Regions from separate parts of the Zea mays genome. Here region 2 is linked to region 1. The links are chromatin contacts, called in public Hi-C maps. All regions are on one chromosome and are shown on one strand. The core of a region is the stretch at or near the end of the contact, and the rest is flanking DNA. Distances in the headings are between cores, read along the strand shown.

The links. A called contact is a pair of places that touch in the nucleus more often than the background predicts.
Region 2: a contact with region 1 is called in a Hi-C map of ear, with 2.1 times the contacts expected there. The contact joins the promoter of LOC100501207 here to the promoter of LOC100273151 in region 1. A contact is called at or near these places in 6 of 25 Hi-C or Micro-C datasets (bundle sheath, ear, endosperm and 2 more) and 2 of 3 datasets of contacts at active chromatin or transcription factors (leaf and seedling).

What each region holds. Positions count from the first base shown.
Region 1 is chr10:2,729,020-2,731,719 of Zm-B73-REFERENCE-NAM-5.0, forward strand. It overlaps LOC100273151 (BTB/POZ domain-containing protein), which reads left to right and starts at 1,319. Exons shown (of 4, transcript NM_001310616.1): 1 at 1,319-1,442; 2 at 1,749-1,815; 3 at 1,903-2,700. The coding sequence starts at 1,342.
Region 2 is chr10:2,814,063-2,816,762 of Zm-B73-REFERENCE-NAM-5.0, forward strand. It overlaps LOC100501207, which reads left to right and starts at 1,318. Exons shown (of 8, transcript NM_001362589.1): 1 at 1,318-1,517; 2 at 1,692-1,934; 3 at 2,100-2,358. The coding sequence starts at 1,770. It also overlaps the pseudogene LOC109943066.

The sequences.
Region 1 (2,700 bases), core at 69-2,568:
GGCGTTACGTACCTTGTCAACGCCTCAGCCTACGTACTCATCAGCAAGCCAGCCAGCCAGCCAGCCGTGCTCTTGCTCTCTGGCGGTGGTGCCTGTGCCTGTGCCTGTGTGTGTGGCAAAGCTAAAAAAAGCGCCACCCTCGGTCTACAAGGCCGGATACAGAATTTTATTAGCTAGGTCTAGAGTAGCACAAACTCTTGTTATAAAAAAAAGAAAAGAAGCTGTGTCATCTCTTTATGTCATTGAATAGGTCTAGTAGATAAAAAAAACATGTTTCGTAATAATTGGTCAATGCTGCGTGTTTTGACAAGCACTGTGCATGCTTATTTTTACAACGGGAAAATCTTCCTAAACTTCGCCAAGTAAAGAAAGAAAGAAAGAAAGGAGGAGGAGGTACCACGAGTAGAAGCCGTGTACTTGGACGGACTTGGCCAGCAAAGCGAGCGGCAAGCTGGGTGGGGCAGCAGAAGTGACCGCCCGCCAAAGCGGTAAAAGCGAAAGGAGCACGGGGAAAGGAGGAGAGGTAGTCGAGCACGACGCCCACTCTCACTCTGACTGATGACTCTCTCGGGACGGCGCACGCAGGGCAGGCCGGCAGGGCAACATGCTCCTCCTCCGGCATCATTCCATTCCATTTCCCTCTCTCTTCACCGACCGACAGCGACAGGCAGCCTTCCCCTTCCTCCCGCGGTCCCGCCCCCATGACACGTCTCCACTCCAGTCCATCCTACTGTGCACTTATTCCATTCGGTTCCGTTCCGTTCAATCAAGCAGCAGCCAGCAGCTGACTGTCTGTCTGTGAGCCATTGCCATTCCAAGGCACCACCAGGCATACTGACAGTGGAGCAGGCGGTGTCCCCTAGTCACCCGGCGATTCCTCTTCCCTTCCTCCCCCCACCGTCGTCGAGTCCGAGTCGCTTTTCTCTCTCTCTCTCTCTCTCTCTTGGGTTTCTCTCTGTCTGTCTGTCTCTGACACTCACTCACTCTCTCTCTGGCCCAGGCCGCGCTCAGCTAATCTCGTTCCTAATCCCCCCCGCGTCAAGATCAAGACATAACACAACACAACACAACAGACGATGCTCTGTCGCTGTCTGCACTCTCTATCGTCTTCCTTCCGTCCGCTCCCCTCCCAGCAGGCCAGCAGGCTCCCAGTTTGTTTTGCCACGCGCCGACGACGACGACCAGCCGTCATTCCTTGGCCTCGTCCGTTTCCCTCCTCCAGACCAGACCAGACCTCCACCGCTGAGAGCATTTCAGAGAGAGAGAGAGAGAGAGAGAGAGAGAGAGAGAGAGGAGAGAGAGAGAGAGAGAGAGAGAAGAGGACGTACGACGAGGAGGGCAATGGGGATGGGCAGCGACGCCGCCGCGCTGTTCCCCTTCTCCACCAGCACCACCGCCACGTCGCCGCGGCTCTGCGGCGCCACCGCCGTCAGCCACAGGAGGTCAGGCCACCCCCCACCTCTCTACCTCTACCTCTACCTCCCCTCGCCGCCTTTCCATTTCCTTTGCATCGCATTGCATTGTCGACATACCTGGGCGAAAAAGCAACAGCGATAGCTTGCGGTGCCGGTGCCGGTGCCGGTGCCGGTGCGGGCGCTAGTCTTCCCTTCTCTCTAGATCTCTTCGCCATTCCGCTTCGGCACCTCTCTAGCTCTCACTCCTACGGCCCACCGATTCGGCACCGCTGTCCTGTCTAACGCTCCTGTGGGCGGGCATTGCGTTGCCCCTGTTGCTTGTGGTTCGTGCAGGATATTCTCAGACGTCGCTGAGGACGTGACGGTGTCGGTGGACGGCCAGTCGTTCCTGCTGCACAAGGTCGGTGCAACTGTTTTGCCTTTGGGAAGCAACAAGAGCTTAATGAATGAATGAATGAAATGTGCCGTTTTTTTTGTTTGTTTGCAGTTCCCTCTGGTGTCCCGGTGCGGGCGGATACGCAAGATGTTGGCGGACTCCTCCAGCTCCAACAGCAAGGACGCAGACGGCCACCAGAAGCTGGAGCTGGCGAACGTGCCGGGGGGAGCCTACGCGTTCGAGCTGGCCGCCAAGTTCTGCTACGGCACAAACTTCGAGATAACCGCGGCGAACGTGGCGCAGCTGCGGTGCGTGGCGGAGTACCTGGAGATGACGGAGGACCAGCACGCGGACAACCTGGTGGCGCGGGCGGAGGCGTACCTGGCCGAGGTGGCGCTGCGGAGCCTGGACGGGGCGCTGGAGGTGCTGCGCAGGTGCGACGACGGCGGGCCCGTGGCGGAGCAGGTCGGGCTGGTGGCCCGCTGCGTCGACGCCGTCGCCGCCAGCGCGGGCAAGGAGCAGCTGGTCTCCGGCCTGGCGGCGCACCTGGAGACGTGCGACTGCGCCGCCGCCGCGCGCTGCCGGGAGGACTGGTGGGTGGAGGACCTCTCCTTGCTCCGGATCGACCACTACCGCCGCGTCATCGCCGCGATGCGGCGGAGCGGGGTCCGGCCGGAGACCATCGGCGCGTCCGTGGCGCACTACGCGCAGACGTGGCTCAAGGGCGTGGACGTGGAGCAGCGGCGGCGCCAGCGCGCCTGCTGGGACGGATCGGGCCCGTTCGTCGGCGACGGCCAGCGGATGGTCGTCGAGACGCTCGTCGACGTGCTTGCCACGGAGAACGTCGCGGCCGTCACGCTCTCCTTCCTGTTCGGCATGCTGCGGGTCGCCGTCGAGGTCGACGCCAGC
Region 2 (2,700 bases), core at 68-2,567, 85 kb after region 1:
GCATTATTATTTATATAGTGTAGTTCTAAATATGAGATGAGTAAGGTGTTAGCCTAACCAATCAGGTCAATTTGCCGACTCTTGTCTCGGAGTTATTTGAGATTGTAACAATCTCGTCGCGCGGCTTCACCAGTTTATTACTCCGCAGCTGTACTTCGCTAGTTTGGTATTATGGAGCTCAAAGCCACGCCAGATTGGGACTGTTAATCTTCTGTCCTCTGTAACCTTCTATAAGCTACGGTAAAAGTCAATTTTGTCCACGACGATGCTGTAACCAATCTCTACATTCTGGAGATGGCGGACAGGGGACGACGGAAGCGAGGAAGAAGACAGCAACGAAACGAACCTGGGAAGATAGCAACGCGACGGCTGCCAGCGCCACTTGGTGTAGGACACCTCGGGGCGGCCGTTCTCGGCGCATCGGAAGCCGACGTCGAGGAACCCCACCGCCGCCGCCGCCGCCAGCCCAGACCCAGTCCCCGTCGAACAGGTCGCACTCCTCGCCGCCACTCCCCGCCGCCGCAATGGAGACCCCACCGGCCCAGAGCCTCCCGCGCGCGGCGGCCGCCGCGGCCAGCCCCGCCATCTCGGCCTTCTCCCGCCGCCCCTTGGCCGCCCGCCGCAGCAGGCACTTCACCGGCGAGCGTGGCAGCATTGCCGCCGCCTACCTGGTGCCTCAGCGCGCGGGGCTGGCCGCGCGTATCTCCCAACCGAGCTCCTGCTTCCAGCCGTGGTCCTCAGCGCGCGGGGCTCCCTCCTCGGCCTCTGCTCCTCCCGCGCCCGGTTCCCATCGCCGCTCTCTTCCCCAGCCGCGCCCTGCCCTCTGTTCTGCTCTGCTCGCCGCGCCCTGAACCTTGCTCCAGCTCGCCGGCTGGATCTCCCTAGTGTCGCGCCCCTGCTCATCTTCCTCGCGCGCGCCTCCTCCCCATGGCCGGCAGCAGGCAGGCAGGTCCTAGCAGACTGCTTGCGTCTTGGCTTACCGCTCTCGAGGGTGATCTCCTGCTCGTCACGGTTGCAGCGGCTGCGAGACGGCGGCGCGCGCTCTGTTTTCTTGGTCTCTCGCGCGGCAAGAGAGTACTCCGGCCAGGGAAAGATTAGTACGAAGGGGTACACAACCTGCATCAAGAGCAACAAAACAGACGTTAACGGAGCGCGGGAGATTAACTGTCCCAATCTAGCGTGACTTTGAGCTCTATAATAACAAACTGGCGAAGTACAGCTGCGGAGTAATAAACGGGTGAAGCCGCGCGACTAGAATGTTACAAACTCAAATAACTCCTGGCCTCGTGTCTGCTGTTTTGATCTGCTCTTGGGAAACGAGTACATGGCATTAGAAAATTAAAGCTGCAGCTAGCTGCATTATACGTGCTCGAGGGAATCAAAAGTTGAGCCTCTCCCATCTCAATCAAATCTATAGGGGAGTAGCTCTTGCTCTTGGCTTCGCTCGCTAACAATCAGTGAACTGAACACCTTCCGCCTCCCGGTCTCCTCCCTGCCCGGTGCTGAAGAACCCTGCCGTAAGTCTACTAGCTCGAGTTTGTTTGTTTGGGTCATCTTCTTTTCTTCTCTCTTAATCTCTTTAAATTAATATCTAAAAAATGGCAGTGAGATTTGTTTGTTCTTGCGGTGTTGTTTTTCCCCCCAAATCTGTTGGTCTTATTTTCCGCTCTCCCACAATCGCTTTTCCTTAGATCCCCGGAACTGGATCGATCTGCCGCCAACTCTGAAAATCCATCCGATCCATCTCTGTCGTCCAAGTCTACTCCCCGATGGACATTATTTACCAGGACAGCAGTTGTCTTGCCCTAGAGCAGGCGCTACATGATGAAGGCGTGGGACCAATCGACCTACCTTTCATGCTTCTCAGGGCCATCACAAAAGATTTCTCTGATACTCAACTAATTGGCAGGGGTGGGTTCGGAGAGGTTTACAAGGTATGCATGTATGTTATTGGCAATTAACTTTGGCCTTGCATTGCATTCTACTTCCTCTGTTTTTTATTTGTCACATTTTCAGTTTAAAAATGAACTAGCGAGCGACAAATATTCGAGTACAGAGCAGTACTATGTTAGCTAGCAATTATAAGATGTTGTCAACAGGGAGTGCTTCCAAATGGGATGGTCGTCGCCGTGAAGAAGCTTCTTGACAAGATCGATGTCCTAGAGGCGAATTTCCAAAGCGAGGTTGCTTGTCTCATAGAGGTCAAGCACAGGAACATAGTCCGATGTCTAGGGTACTCATCCGAGACGCAACATGTGAGGGCACCCTACGAAGGAAGATTTGTCTGGGCAGACCTGCGCCAAAGGTTGTTTTGCTTCGAATACCTAAGCAAAGGGAGCCTTGCCGATTATCTGACCGGTAACATCGATCAGTCGCCACAAACATCTCATCTTTTACATATAGCAAATGTTTTGAGCACTACTATATATACATTTTCCTGGCTTGTGTCGGTGTTAAGGTTTGCATCGTTCTGTTGTGCCAGTGACTATATTTGTAGATTTTCATTATTTTTGAATTTTTCAAAGTACCTCAAATCGAGAAGATACCTAAACCAATTTTTTTTTATTCAAAGAGTCATAAAACTAACTTCTTCAGAATACCCTTTTAACAAGGCGAAGAAAGACATCGTATACATTGAAAGTCTACTAACCACTAGGTTTATCAGTGTAAAACATCTTCCAATAGATAAGTGTTTTCCTC